Regions from separate parts of the Gossypium hirsutum genome. Here region 1 is linked to region 2. The links are chromatin contacts, called in public Hi-C maps. All regions are on one chromosome and are shown on one strand. Each heading gives the region's core, a stretch centred on a gene start, on an enhancer-like site or on the middle of the called end of the contact. The rest is flanking DNA. Distances are from core to core; before and after follow the strand shown. Region 1 overlaps LOC107913400. Region 2 holds the start of LOC107913399 (mitochondrial uncoupling protein 5).

The links. Hi-C and Micro-C count contacts between places; a contact is called where the count stands out from the background.
Region 1: a contact with region 2 is called in a Hi-C map of leaf, with 2.8 times the contacts expected there. The contact joins the enhancer-like site here to the promoter of LOC107913399 in region 2. A contact is called at or near these places in 4 of 34 Hi-C or Micro-C datasets (leaf and petal).

Annotation. Positions count from the first base shown.
Region 1 is chrD11:32,140,949-32,147,522 of Gossypium_hirsutum_v2.1, reverse strand. It overlaps LOC107913400, which reads left to right. Exons shown (of 23, transcript XM_016841970.2): 18 at 114-251; 19 at 1,069-1,227; 20 at 1,309-1,509; 21 at 1,855-2,049; 22 at 2,129-2,200; 23 at 2,351-2,725. The coding sequence ends at 2,473. Among protein-coding and RNA genes, the nearest start is that of LOC107913400, 12 kb to the left of the region's middle. Within about 2 kb of position 2,827, at least 4 of the 9 cell types and tissues checked have an H3K27ac peak or open chromatin away from gene starts, as enhancers often do.
Region 2 is chrD11:32,090,717-32,097,910 of Gossypium_hirsutum_v2.1, reverse strand. It overlaps LOC107913399 (mitochondrial uncoupling protein 5), which reads right to left and starts at 4,770. Exons shown (of 1, transcript XM_016841967.2): 1 at 2,918-4,770. The coding sequence starts at 4,025. The coding sequence ends at 3,060. It overlaps TRNAS-GCU (transfer RNA serine (anticodon GCU)), which reads right to left and starts at 6,635; the gene lies at 6,554-6,635.

The sequences.
Region 1 (6,574 bases), core at 1,578-4,077, 52 kb before region 2:
CGGACTGCCTAGGCCAGAGAATTGCCAAGTGTGCATGACTAATTAAAATTGATTGTAAGCCAAGGTTTTGTATTTTCCCCACTCAAAGGCAATTTTCTTGAAATTGGTTGCAGGTTAAATGTTCTGATATTAAAACATCACAATCAACAACTCCTTTCATAGATGATATGTATGATCGGCTAACAGAGACATTGAATGAATATGAAATTATCATTTCTCGCTGGCCAGAATTCACAATCATCTTGGAAAATGTACGTCGTTCTGACCTTTTGTTTTGTTATGATATATTTGACTGTTGCTACAGATTTTTAGAATTATGTAATACAGGAATGACATATAGAATTAAAAAAAATGAACCCAACAATATTTCATAAAATGGACCTGAAACTACAAAATAACATGTTACCTAGTTTCATGACAGTATCAGTTTTCAGGGGAATTTTGTACTTCTGATTTTGAGCCTTAAGTTAGGTTCTTGCTTAATATGACATCTTACTATTATTATGGTATTAGATTTACAACTTTTTTATGCCAATCTATCATTTTTGCTAGTTAATTAGAAGTTACCTAAAGAATTGTGATTAATATATAATATACAAAAGCACAAATTTGGAGAAACTTTTGATGTGTTGGGAATATCTTTTATTCTTCATTATATTATTAAATTAGTTTTAGCATATAACAAACGTAATATCAATTAATTAATAGTAAATAAAATTATAGTAACATTTAATTAGATTTTTTTGAATTACGTAAGTGTTTAGCGAGAAGATGAGTTTAGTTGTTTTTGAAATAGTGCAGTTGTTTTAATCCAAATTAAACATAAATAAAATCAAATTGTAGGTATTCAAAGTTGGTTTTATTGAACTATACAACGTATTAAACCATAAATTCGTAACAATAAATTTGGTCCCAAAAACAGTTATTACTTTTAGTTATATATCAATTAAAATTAATATTTAGCATTATAAATAGCATCCATCACATAACAACTATAAACATGTGTTTAATCTGCTTTATGCTAACCAAACCTGTTTATGTCTCGTTGCTACTTGTTGCTATGAAAAGGCTGTAGCAGATGTTGAGAAAGCCATTATTAAAGCTTTAGAGAGACAATATGCTGATGTTCTAGCTCCACTGAAGGATGGCCTTGCTCCTAAGATAATTGGCAAATATGTTCAGAAATTCACCAAAGGAACTGCTGTCATCTACGTTGTTCCGGATGAGGTAAAGTTTTCTTCACGCATTTTTTCTGATTTGTCCGGTTTTTACCCCCTAACAACTAAAGAAAAATAATTATTTTTTCAGTTGGGAGTTCTTTTGAATTCCATGAAAAGGATACTTTTTGTACTGCATCCCAAGATAGAAACCAAGCTGAAGTCATGGTGTCCTTGCACTCCACCTGGTGGAAATGCAATTCCAGGAGAGCGTCTCAGTGAAATTACAGTAATGCTGAGGGCTGACTTCAGAAACCATATTCAAGCAATAGTGGAGAAACTTGCAGAGAATGTGAGTATCCTCTAGTACGCAGTGGAATCTATTATTGGTTTCATATCATGCTTTTGAGATTTCCAACGTCTGTGATTCTGGACTCGTTTTGTTTATTATGCAGTAGAATCTAGTACACAGTATTATCTCCTTGCTTTTGTTCTGAGTCTCTAATTTCCAGCTTTTCTTTTCTTCTTTCTTTTTTAAATAATTTTTTCGGATAATAGTATGAAGATTACACATTCCTAGTTTAATATTTAGATGCATTGTTAGCATCCTGGAATATGTGAATGCACAAGTATTTACATATTATATCCACTGTTTTGTTAAAGATATTCTCATGCTTCTATTTCTTTATTTTTATAGACAAAAGTTCAGACTGCTACAAAATTGAAGAAGATAATCCAAGACTCAAAGGAAACTGTTGTTGAGTCGGATGTAAGAAGTAGAATGCAGCCTTTGAAAGATCTTTTGATAAATACGATAGAGAACCTCCATTCTGTTTTTGAGCCACATGTGTTCATAACCGTCCTTCGAAATTTTTGGGACCGGATGGGACAGGTAGAACTGGCGAATATCTTCATATCCTTAATTTAAAATCATGCAAACGTATATAACATTTTTTTTCTATTTCTTACAGGATGTTCTACACTTTATGGAAAACCGAAGAGAGAACATGTCCTGGTATAAGGGCTTAAGGATTGCGATTTCGGTAAGTCTCTCCTCGACCAGTGAACATTCTGATATAAATTTGGATCCCTCGGACAAACACTTGAACTTTGTCATTTCTATATATGGTATTAACCGATTGTTCGTTAGCCTTGGTAGTTTACATGTTATTGAAAGCATTGCTAAACTGCAGGTGTTGGACGAAATCTTTGCGGCACAGATGCAGAAGTTGCTAGGGAATGCACTCCAGGAAAAAGATTTGGAGCCACCTCCATCTGTGATAGAAGTGCGGTCGATGTTTGCGAGGATTTTGTAAATTATGAGAAGTATGTATCTGCCTGTACAGATTTAGTCGAATTACACACTGCTTGGAAAGGAATGACTACCAGAAGCGATGGTTTTCAGAAATTTTGTAGAGGTCTCCATTGGAGGCCATCATTTCTTTGCCTTTTGTTTTTGTGGAAGAAATGTATGAAATTTTGGGAAGTCAGAGATTTGATATCCATTTTCCTACAGTCTTGTAACCAGCTAACTAGCAAAGGAAAACTAAGGTGGTGTTAGTTTTTTACGTCTCCTTAGGTTTTGGAATTAATCATGATAAGGCAGCCAGGAGCTAAAAGTTGAAAATGAAAGCAGTCAGGACCATATCATTCGATTCAAGCCTTACGAATCGAGGGAAAGAAGTCATTGCGGGGGACTGAATTTTTGACGACGCAAAGCCTTGGGATAAAGTTTGGTACAAGGTCCTATACCATATAAAAAATTTCTTGAACTGTTTTATCGTCTGACATGGCGTAACGGTGATTGTGGTATTAAATCAAATTAAAAAGAAATGGTGGCAGATTGTAATTAATAAAATTGAAAACAATTTAGGGGGTAAAAGCAAAATTGGTTTCTTATAATTTTTTCCTCTAAATTGTTGTTTAGCTTGATGCAGTTCCAAATGTGGAGAAATTAAAATTTCAGGTTTTCAATTCTCTAGGAATTAAGATATTCTCTAAAATAAACTTTATGATGTGATACAATATTTAAATATCAGAATTTCCAATATAAATTATTTTTATATTAAATTAAAATCCGGAATAACCTAATTTTATACCGGAAAGTTGCCAAGTTGTCATCCATGAAAAAAAGAAATTTACTTTCCTGCCGTTTGTAAGTTAGTAATGAAGTTTTTCTCAAGAGAAGTTCATAAACCCCTTTACTAATTTGGATCTCCTTCCGTAATTAAAATATACATACCAATTAGATCAATAAAATCTTAAATTAACCATTCAACCTAAGCTTTACTCTAACCTTTTTTTATATATTTTTATTTCAACATGTATCATTTATTACTTCCATCAGTTCTATATGTATACTATTATTAAGTCCCTGACACCATTTCAACTGTGAAATTACTAAAATACCCTTACCTTAAAGGGTAATTAATATTACTATAAGGGTATTTTTATCTTTTCATACATTTATATAATTTTCAAATAAAATAATTGAGAAACAATATTTGAGAATCAGACACAAAACCAACAAATTCATATAAAAAAACCTTACTACTCTACTAAGGCCCTGTTCTTCATTGCGCTTGGGAAGCTAAAAGTGCTTTTTCACCGTAGAAACAATGAAACACCTAGCTTTTGGGGTCAAAATTTGTGGTGGAAAAGTGTTTTTCCACCCAATTACAAAAGCTAAGATTTAAGTGTTTTTAATTTTTACATTTGGAAGTAAAAATTATCAAAATATCTTTATTTATATTAAATCTTAAAAGTATATAAAAAATAAGATTAATTTATATTTTATGCATCATTATTTTAAATTATTTAAATATGATTTATTATATTTAAGTTTTTAAATATTTTATGTGCCATTAATTTTACAAATGATTTATATCAATTATTTAAAAAGTCTTTAAAATTTATACTTCATGTACCACTATATTAAATTATTAAAATATTATTAAATAATTAAAAAAGAATATAGAATAATATGAAATATCTGTTACATACAATCCATTATCGCAAGATTTGGACATTTGGGTGAAAGGGATAGTGGAAGAACGAGATTCTGAATTTTGGAGGGAATTGCCACAGTTGATTAAAAGGAGTCATCAATTTTCGTTTCTAGTCCCATCATCTTTTTCTTTTAATGTTTCTATCCAATTGTTTGAGATTGGGGATTATAATGCCTTTGTGATCCGATTCTGTTGGTGCAATTATCACAGTTGGTAGGTGCTTTTTTTTAAATACAATTAATTTTTTTGGTTGGGTAGTTAAATGTTGGTGGTTTTATCCTTGAGCCTCAGATTCGATTTCCATCCCACTCATATTTATATTTTTATTTCATGTTGTTTTAAGTTTCTTCTTCTTCTTTTTTTAATGAATGTTTTTAACATATTAGCTTTCTTAATTGAATGGTTAAATAATAATGATTTCATCATTAAGATCCAGGTTTAATTTCCCTTTTCTAAACACATTTGTAATTTTTATTTCATACTACTTCAAGTTTTTTTATTTTTAATTAATAAATATTTTTTTAATTTTTTTATTTTAATTCATCTTTTTAATTAACAACTCTTTTATTTATAAAATCAAATAATAAATATGTAATTATATAATAAATATATATTTTACATATATCATTATGTTAAAAATATTTGAAATTAATAATAACTCTATATATATAATATAAACATCAACTATTTTTTTGATATATTTTTCTTTATATATAATATTTATATGTCAAATATTTATTTTCTCCACGTATATTGTGGGTATGGTGATTTCTAATATTATAAAATGAAATAATTGTTTTTTCATCTTGTGAGTATTATATTTCAAATATTTTTATATGTGAAATATTTCAATTAATTATTTGAAATACCATTATGTTTATATGTGAAATATTTTAAATACACATACAAAAATATTTACTACACTCATGATATGGATTGAAAAATAAGTATTACACATATAAAAATTATATTTACTAAAGATAATCATATTTGTAATAATTATTTGATTTTATGAATAAAATATTTATTAATTAAAAAGATGAATTAAAATTGAAAAAAAAATTATTAATTAAAAAAAACTTGAAACAATATTAAATAAAAATTAAAAATGTGTCTAGAAAAGGGGAATTGAATCTAGGTCTCAATGATGAAATCATTATCATTTAACCATTTAACTAAGGAAACTAATATGTTAAAAACATTCATTAAAAAAAGAATAAGAAGAAGAAGCTTAAAGCAACATGAAATAAAAAAATATAAATGTGAGTGGGAGAGGAATCAAACCTAGGACTCAAGGACAAAACCACCAATATTTAACCATCCAACTAAAAAAATTGATTACATTAAAAAAAGTCAAAAATTACAACTTAAAGGGAAAACGCGCCCAGCTAGACGTGCTTTCACATTCTTTCTCAAAAAATGACTTATTTCCCTAAATAAAATTTAAAACGAACTAAAATCCTAATTAAATTTCTTTTTACATATTCTTCAAATTTAGCCTTATTTATTTTTAGATGTTGATTAGCATATACATGAATGTGGTAGTTTAAATGCCCCAAATTATGATGATTCGCTTTTATTTGGAATTGTTATTTAAATATGTACTCCATGATTTTTTATGTTTTATAAAAGTTTGAGCCAATATTTTAGCATTACTCAAATAAACGAGTTCCTTGTCAAAATTACTGGATATAATCTCATTTAGTATCTTTAATGTTAAAATGCAATTTTTAAATTTAAGTGAATTTAAAAAAAAATTAAAAATACATTTTTTGTGAATTTAGGAAATGTCGATGGAGTCTTAGTTCAATTGACATGAGTATTGTCGTCAATACAAGAAGATGTGGGTTCGGGGAGGGGCTATGGATAGTCTAGGCATTGTGTTAAAAAGAGCAGATAAGATCAGGATCTGTAATGATATTTTTAAAATTAAAAATTAAAAAATAATAAATTAAAATTTTGAGTGTCAAAAATTGGCATTGATATTATTGCCCGTGCAAGAGAACGGTTCAAGTGTGGTAAATCGCATTATCCTCTTATTTAATGGTTGGGGAGGGGCTATAGGTAGTTCTAGGTATTGTATTAAATAACAATGTAACACCCCGAACCCGAGACCGTCGCCGGAGTCGAACACGAAGTGTTAACAGACTTCAAACCACTTATTAAAAATTTCCCAGACAAGCTGCCAATCTGCATACTAGTTGCTTTAAAAATCATATCTTGAGTTATGAAACTCGAAATCCAGTTCCGTAAATTTTCCCTGAAACTAGACTCATATGCCCATCTGCATATTTTTTTCTAGAATTTTTGGTTGGGCCAATTAGTACAGTTTATTAGTCAAAGTCTCCCATGTTACAGGGATCGACTACACTGACCTTTGCGCATTACGACTTGGATATCTCCCTGTAC
Region 2 (7,194 bases), core at 3,521-6,020:
ATGCTTTATATATTATAGATAATATATAAGTAAATAAAAAATTTATGTAAGTTAAATTAAATGAATAAATATTTTTATTTTATCTAATTAAATATTATTTTAAATACAAACCTTTATAATTTAATGTATAATTAAAAAACTATATGATTTATCTTTTAAAAAATATATAAATTACATAAAAAAACATAATTGTAGTATTTGTCGCAATTTTAGTGTGTATCTTGTTATATCATATACATACTAGTTTCTTTGCACAGGTTGATTTTATATATTAATAAAAATATAATGTAAAAAATTTAAAAGAATTGATTACACATAAAAAAAAATTGAAAGTAAGAACATAGAAACATATATATTAAAAATGAAAAACTTAAAATACTATTCTTTAAAATAATTTTATAGACATTTATATATATATTTAGAATTTTTAAAAATTAAAAAATTACATATCTAGTTACTTTAAATTTAAATTAAATAATACATATTTTATGATAATTTATAAATTTAATGAAATAAAAAAATTAAACAAAATTTAATTTAAGTAAAATAATAATAGCAGTTTTTAAAAATCTGGCGATAACAAATTTATCTAAACATTTCAAATTTTACTTTAAGATTTTAAATTTTATTGTTAAGAAAATAACAATTATACGTTAAGTCAGTTGTCTACATCAGCTTTAGATAAATATTATTTTATATTTGAATGGTATAAAATAAAAAATTCAAATTCACAATCAACAAATATTTTAAATTTATTGTTGAAAAAAAACATTATGAATCAACTTATTGAAATTTACAAATGCGTATCTTGGATTTCAAAAACTATTTTAGTAAAAACAATCCAATTGGATTACGTCTATCTTAATTTATACATAATATCTTTAATTCTCTATGCTTTTATCTTGCAATTCAAATTTCAACTCTTGGGTCAATCAATCAGCGACTGCATCGCCCCGTAATCTTTGTTTTCCTACAACTTATTTCAGTTTAATTTTTATGTATTTTTTAAAATTAGCAGATAATAGTAATTTAATTTGTTTGATTAAATTTAATTACTAATTTTGTATTATGTGTTTATTTGTAGATTTTATTTATATTCTTCAATTAAATTAATTTAAGTTCATATATTTTTTAAATTTTGAAATTTTAATATTGATGCAGATGATGGTTATTAGTCGATTAATTGAACTTCTAGTGAGTAGTATGTGAAAATAACAAATTTACATAACATTACACATATGATAACATGTTTATCCCATCAAATTTTGGAAATCGCATAACTTAATAAAATTAACGGTTAGGATGCATTTGGATCGCCAAAATCTTGGATTACATTTCGCAATAGGATTACGGGTGGAATATGAGATTACCTTGTTTGGTTTATTTGGTTGGAATATAAGATTCATGTCTTTGGTTAACAAAATGTAAGATTATCTTAAAACAAATTTTATTAAATTGCCCTTGATATAGGATTTTTGTTTTTATAAGTTCAACATTTTTTAGTCTTAAAATTTTCATAAAATTATAATAATTTAATAAATTCTTTTTTATTACACCTTGATTTTATTATATGAATTCAACTCAACAACTATTCAACCTAATTATGATAGTTTATTTATATAATTTATAGTTGTTTATTTAGAGAATCAGAAAAGAGAAGTAAAACTAAAATTCATAATATAAACCTCCAAATTTTATATTCTATTTATTTTCAACAAATTTAAGAAGATTGAGGTTTTTTTTTTAAAATTATTAATGTTTATGGCAAAATGGGTTTTATTTGGTAACGTAAGCTATTAACCTCATTTGTAAATTTTTATGTAAAATAAAAAGAAATGAGGATTTTATTTCCAAAAAATATAAAATCATATAAAGAAACTAGCCACTAAGATTAATAAAATAATTTCATAAAAGAAAAAATTAATCAACCAAATTCAAGTTGGATAGTTTAACCCAATATAAAAATTCAAAATTTATAATAATAAAAAACATTTTCCTAGGCATTCAACAAAACCATTTTTTTATAGAAAATTAATAACAAATATTAACGATGAATACAATAAACCACAAAGTAATATGAAGATAAAGAGTAATTTTGTCCAAAATTTTAAATTCTACCCGAAATCTTAAATATTCTAAGAAAGAGGCTTTCAAACCTCGATTCGAACAAGAGAAGTACGCCATGTTAGTGTGCCTTGAATGATCCACATCTTAGGGTCAGGTGTTGATAAGCACATTGAACTATCCATGTGACTGAAAACCCTTACAGTTCAGGCACAATGACGCAATTATTAGGGCTAACAGTCTCGTCGTGCGGACCTCCCATTGGGGGTCCGTTATGCCAAAAGCGAGAGAAACCCCATCCCTCTCTTTCCTTTTTAAAACTCCATGTCACCACATGGGAGGGACTCAGGGGTGTAAAAAGGAATCCTATCAACTTGTTCCGACCTAGGATAATAAGATCATAGGCTTGGTCTTACTTCATCGTCGAGAAACGAAAGAAGACTTTTATCTCCAAGTTTAATTCAAAATAATCCTATATTATGATATTTTGACACCGGTCAAGAATGTGAGATTACAGAATGGCTGAAATGCTGAGAATCTAAACACCGTAATCTTATTTTGAAATGTAATATGTAAGATTTGACAAACCAAAACATCCATTTATCCTTGAGTGAGAACTGAAATTTTAAAAATTAGAAAATACAGGAACTAATATCGGAATCAACCATCCAAATATCTCATGCACCCCAGAAGAAGATGCAAATCCACCTCAATTTTGATAAAGACGTTTATGTTTGTTTGCTGAAAAGGCAATAGTGATTAATGAGTTGGACAGCAATAGCATTATTACCCCTATCATGAACCCAAATCAAAATTGAGGTGGATTTGCAGCGACTAATTTACTTACAGTAAGTTTAGAGCAAATATCTCATCTATTGATATCATTATTAGAACAAGAATCACACATCGCGTTTAACATGTAGAACAACATAAAACTGGAAAACAATTAAGTAACTTAAACATTCATTTTCGTCATCGTCTTTGTTATCAATGCCTTAAAAGTCCTTAAGCAACTTCCGGACCTGTTCCAGCGTCACAAACAGCACCACCGTAAATGGTCCCTGTCTCGAGATTGTGGGTATAAACCCTTTATACAAAGCCATCGGCCCTTCCGCCTTCACCGTCTTGATAGCACAATCCAAAGCGCCGGCGTACGGCGGCTTTTGCCCTGCCTCCACCTTCATGTTCATCACCCTTGTTTTTATCACATCAACGGGATTCGACGCCACTGCCGCAACAAACCCGGCTGAAAAGCTCGCTGCCACGTGTGTCCCCAGCCCATCTTTCATCAGCCCGTTTTCCAAAATCATCTCTTTGATCTGATCGTAGGAGGCAAGCTGCGATGCCGTCACCAACATCGCACGATTCACCGTCAGCGATGAGCCGCGCCACAAGGAGGTGACGCCTTCTTGTTTGGTCATGCGAGTGATGGCGTCGACAACGCTGGTATAGTTACGACGTTGAGATACGGGGAGGCGTCCGTCAGCTTGCATTCGCACCATCGCCACGTCGGCTGGGTTCCCAACGGCAGCGCCGATCCCCCCGGCGATTAGCCCGGCGGTGATTTTCCGCGAGAGAGGCATTGTTTTGGTCTCTTTATCAGTCCACTTCTGTTTTAGGATGTCGTAGAGTCCCATGCGGGTGGTGGAATAGAGGGTCTGGCGGAGGACGGTAGCAGAGACGCCAGAAAAAAGAGCAGCGACGCCTTCGGTCCGGAAGATCTTGATCCCGGTGGCCACAGGTCCAACACGCGCCGGCGGAGGAGGCATGTGGATAGCAGAGGAGGTGGTAGTAGTGGTTGTCTGAAAGGCTAAAGCAGGGCGGAGTGCTTGAACAGCCGGATTGGGAACATGGCTTTCACCCTGGAGCTGCATTCGGACTTTGATCAAATCAAGCGGGTGGGTCGAACACCCGGCCACGATTGAGGCTATGCCTCCTTCAACAAAACCCTTCACTCCCATAGCGGCACTCTCAAAGAAGATCTAAACTCAAATATTTAAGAACTTTACCAAAATTTGCTTGCAAATCAACAAGGCAATTACTTTTTTTCAGAAAGGCAATAAAAGGAATTAAAACAAAAAATCAATAGAAGAAAAAGAAAGAGATGAAACTATTAAGACCAGTTGGAATTAGGGTTCATCTCACTGGAAACCAGGAGATGAGAATGGAGACCAAAAGCTATTGAAGAATAGTGGGGAACGTTAGGCCTTTGAGACATATGCCAACCAAGAAAAATCAGCCAATGAATGGGGTGATTTGCTTTGTGGGCAGGGGAACGTATTTATAGCTGCGACGGCGGTGGTCACGTGTTTCGGCTAAGACACATGGGAAATACGGGTGCTGCGGGAAACTTGGAGGGACACTTCTTGGGCCGTCTCTTATTGTATACGCGTTTTTTTGCCTCTGGTCTCTTTCTTTTTTTGTGGGTTTCATCAAAGTCAAAAATATCCCTCCAACATAGGCTGGAGCCCGCCACAGGTCTATCAGGTGGAGGTGGAAGCAAGTCGGCAATTTCAAAATGATTTAGGTTATATATATTTTATATGTAGTTAAGGGTTAACCCTAGAATGCTAAATACCACACATATGCTGAAAATTAATTAGTTAGATAAGTCAGATTTTTTTAAAATTTAAGAAAATATATTATTTTTGAAGAGAGAGTGTGAAATTGGACACAGATTGTTAAATGTTAGTAGTTTTATCTTTCGAGTCCCAAATTTGATTCTTCTTTTACATACATGTTTATTTTTCATTTCACGTTGTTTTAAGTTTTTTTCTTTATTTTTTATCAATATTTTAAATATATTGTTTTAAAAACTTTTATTTTGAATTCATCTTTTTGATTAATAACTTTTTTTATTTATAAAATTAAATAATATTATAAAATATTATTATTTTTAGTAAATATAATTTTTATATGTGAAATATTTATTTTTCAATCTATATCATGAATGTAGTAAATTTTTGTATTATATATTTTTATATGTGTATTTAAAATATTTCATATATAAATATAATGATATTTAAAATAATTAATTGAAATATTTCACATATGAAATATTTGAAATATCATACCCACAAAATAAATGAAAAAACAATAACTTTTGAAATATTTTAATTATATTTAAAATAATTATTTCAATTTAAAATATTAGTTGGAAATTTGAGTAGAGTGAAGTGGATTGGGCGGTCTCACGTTTTTTTCTTCCTTATATGACTTTTGGCTTTATTTGGTTTCTTATTAATTTCATCTGCAAATACGTTCATGCATGGTCTTTGACCACTTAAGGGGTGTCTGGTAGTTTTAGGAAATTCTCTTCAATTTTCTATGGTTGTTTCACTCCTAACTAGTAATTTGATTCATTCTTTTAACTGATTATTTTGAAAACTATCAAATAAAATTAACTGCTTAACAACTAATTAATAAAGCAAATTTTTAGTTCAAAAAGTCGTTTAAACATCGACTGTTAGGTTTTTAGTTACCAATTAATTGTCAACTTATACCCACAAAAGCGATATTTATTGGCAGCTAAATATTTCAATTTAATCCCTTTTGAAGTTAAATATTCAACTAAAACGGTAAAACTACGTTAATATAACCAATTTTTAACTCCATCCTAATTCCTGGCTTTTGCCCCGCAATTTGCGTTACAAAGGAGACGTATCTGTTTTTTTTTTTTTTTTAAAAAACAGCCTTAAGGAACTAATATTATAACGGAGGGACAAAGTCATTAGACGTTTTGACGTGTCGAGCTGTGATAAGAGGATGAGTAATTGCCAATCAGAGGCATAGGCCATCTCTATTTGATGGTTGTCCTTCGACGTGCCTGACTTTTTGAAGGCTGACTTTTCACAAGTGATTAGCGGTCACCCTCTGCTCTTTAAATTAATTATATAATTTAAAGTCAATCAACTTAAATTAAAATTTTTAATAATATGTGATTATTTAATTTATTCACAGTGCATAAAATTATATCTAATAAATTTTTTAATAATTTTATTATAAGTTTTGATTATATTTATTTTTTTAACACAATAATTAAAAGTATTCATAAATAAAAAAAATACATTTTAGCTCACTCAAACTTATATATCCTTTGTCATTTTTAAAGATTGATCAAACACTTTTATAAATTAAACACTCAACTGAATATAAAAAATAACACTTTTGTTTGTTTGAAGGAGGAGTCAGCTGGAGTTAAATTAAGTTTTTAAAAGAATTACTTCTAGTGGAAGGCTCCAAATGAATGTGCTATAACCACCCTTGACTGAGTGGGGTCATTGCATTCCCATTTCAAAGTTGGAACTGGTAAAGTTGATTAATTATGGGGGCTTTTCCGATGGTATAAAGGCCATCCACGTGTACATATGTAATTAAACGTTGACGGAGATGGGGCAAGCCGGTCAGGCATGACCAAGTTGTGGGATCATGTCATCTTGCCTTAGGGTGCTAAAAGTTTGGCAACACTGGAATTCGACAAAACTTTAAACGTCGCCTAAGAGATTCGAACTCTCGCGGGGAAACCCCATGTACTTAGCAGGCACACGCCTTAACCACTCGGCCAAAGCGACGAATACAATTTGACGTCTAATAAAACTTTTATAGCCTTATCAATTAAATGAAATAGCATGAAAATTAAACAGATACATCCGGGAAGGAAAATTACTTATTTAGCCAAAGAAAACCAAGATGAAGTGAAGTATTTAGTTGTAATACAATAATATTAGCTACCAATAAAGGGATTCTGTACAGTTTGGCCCTTCAACTAGTAAATTAATTTAATGCGACACGTTTGTTTTAAAAAGAAATGTTGATTGTGATACTTTCATTGTCATTAAACCTATGGTAGATGAGGGTAGACAAGTTAAATAAAATGGACTATGTGACTGTCATAGCTCTTCCTGGGTTGCACACGTAATCGACTTGATCCAAATTGAAGTAATAAAAATTTTGAATTAGATTTTAGATAAAAACTAACCTTCATTTAATAAAATAACATCAAATTTGATTTTAAATTAAAGATTTATATTGGATTATATAAATAGTAGCATATATGTAAATCCAGCATAGCTTTACGTGTTGATAACTCAAAATTGGTGACCTATAGCCACCAAATTCAAATGGGTTACG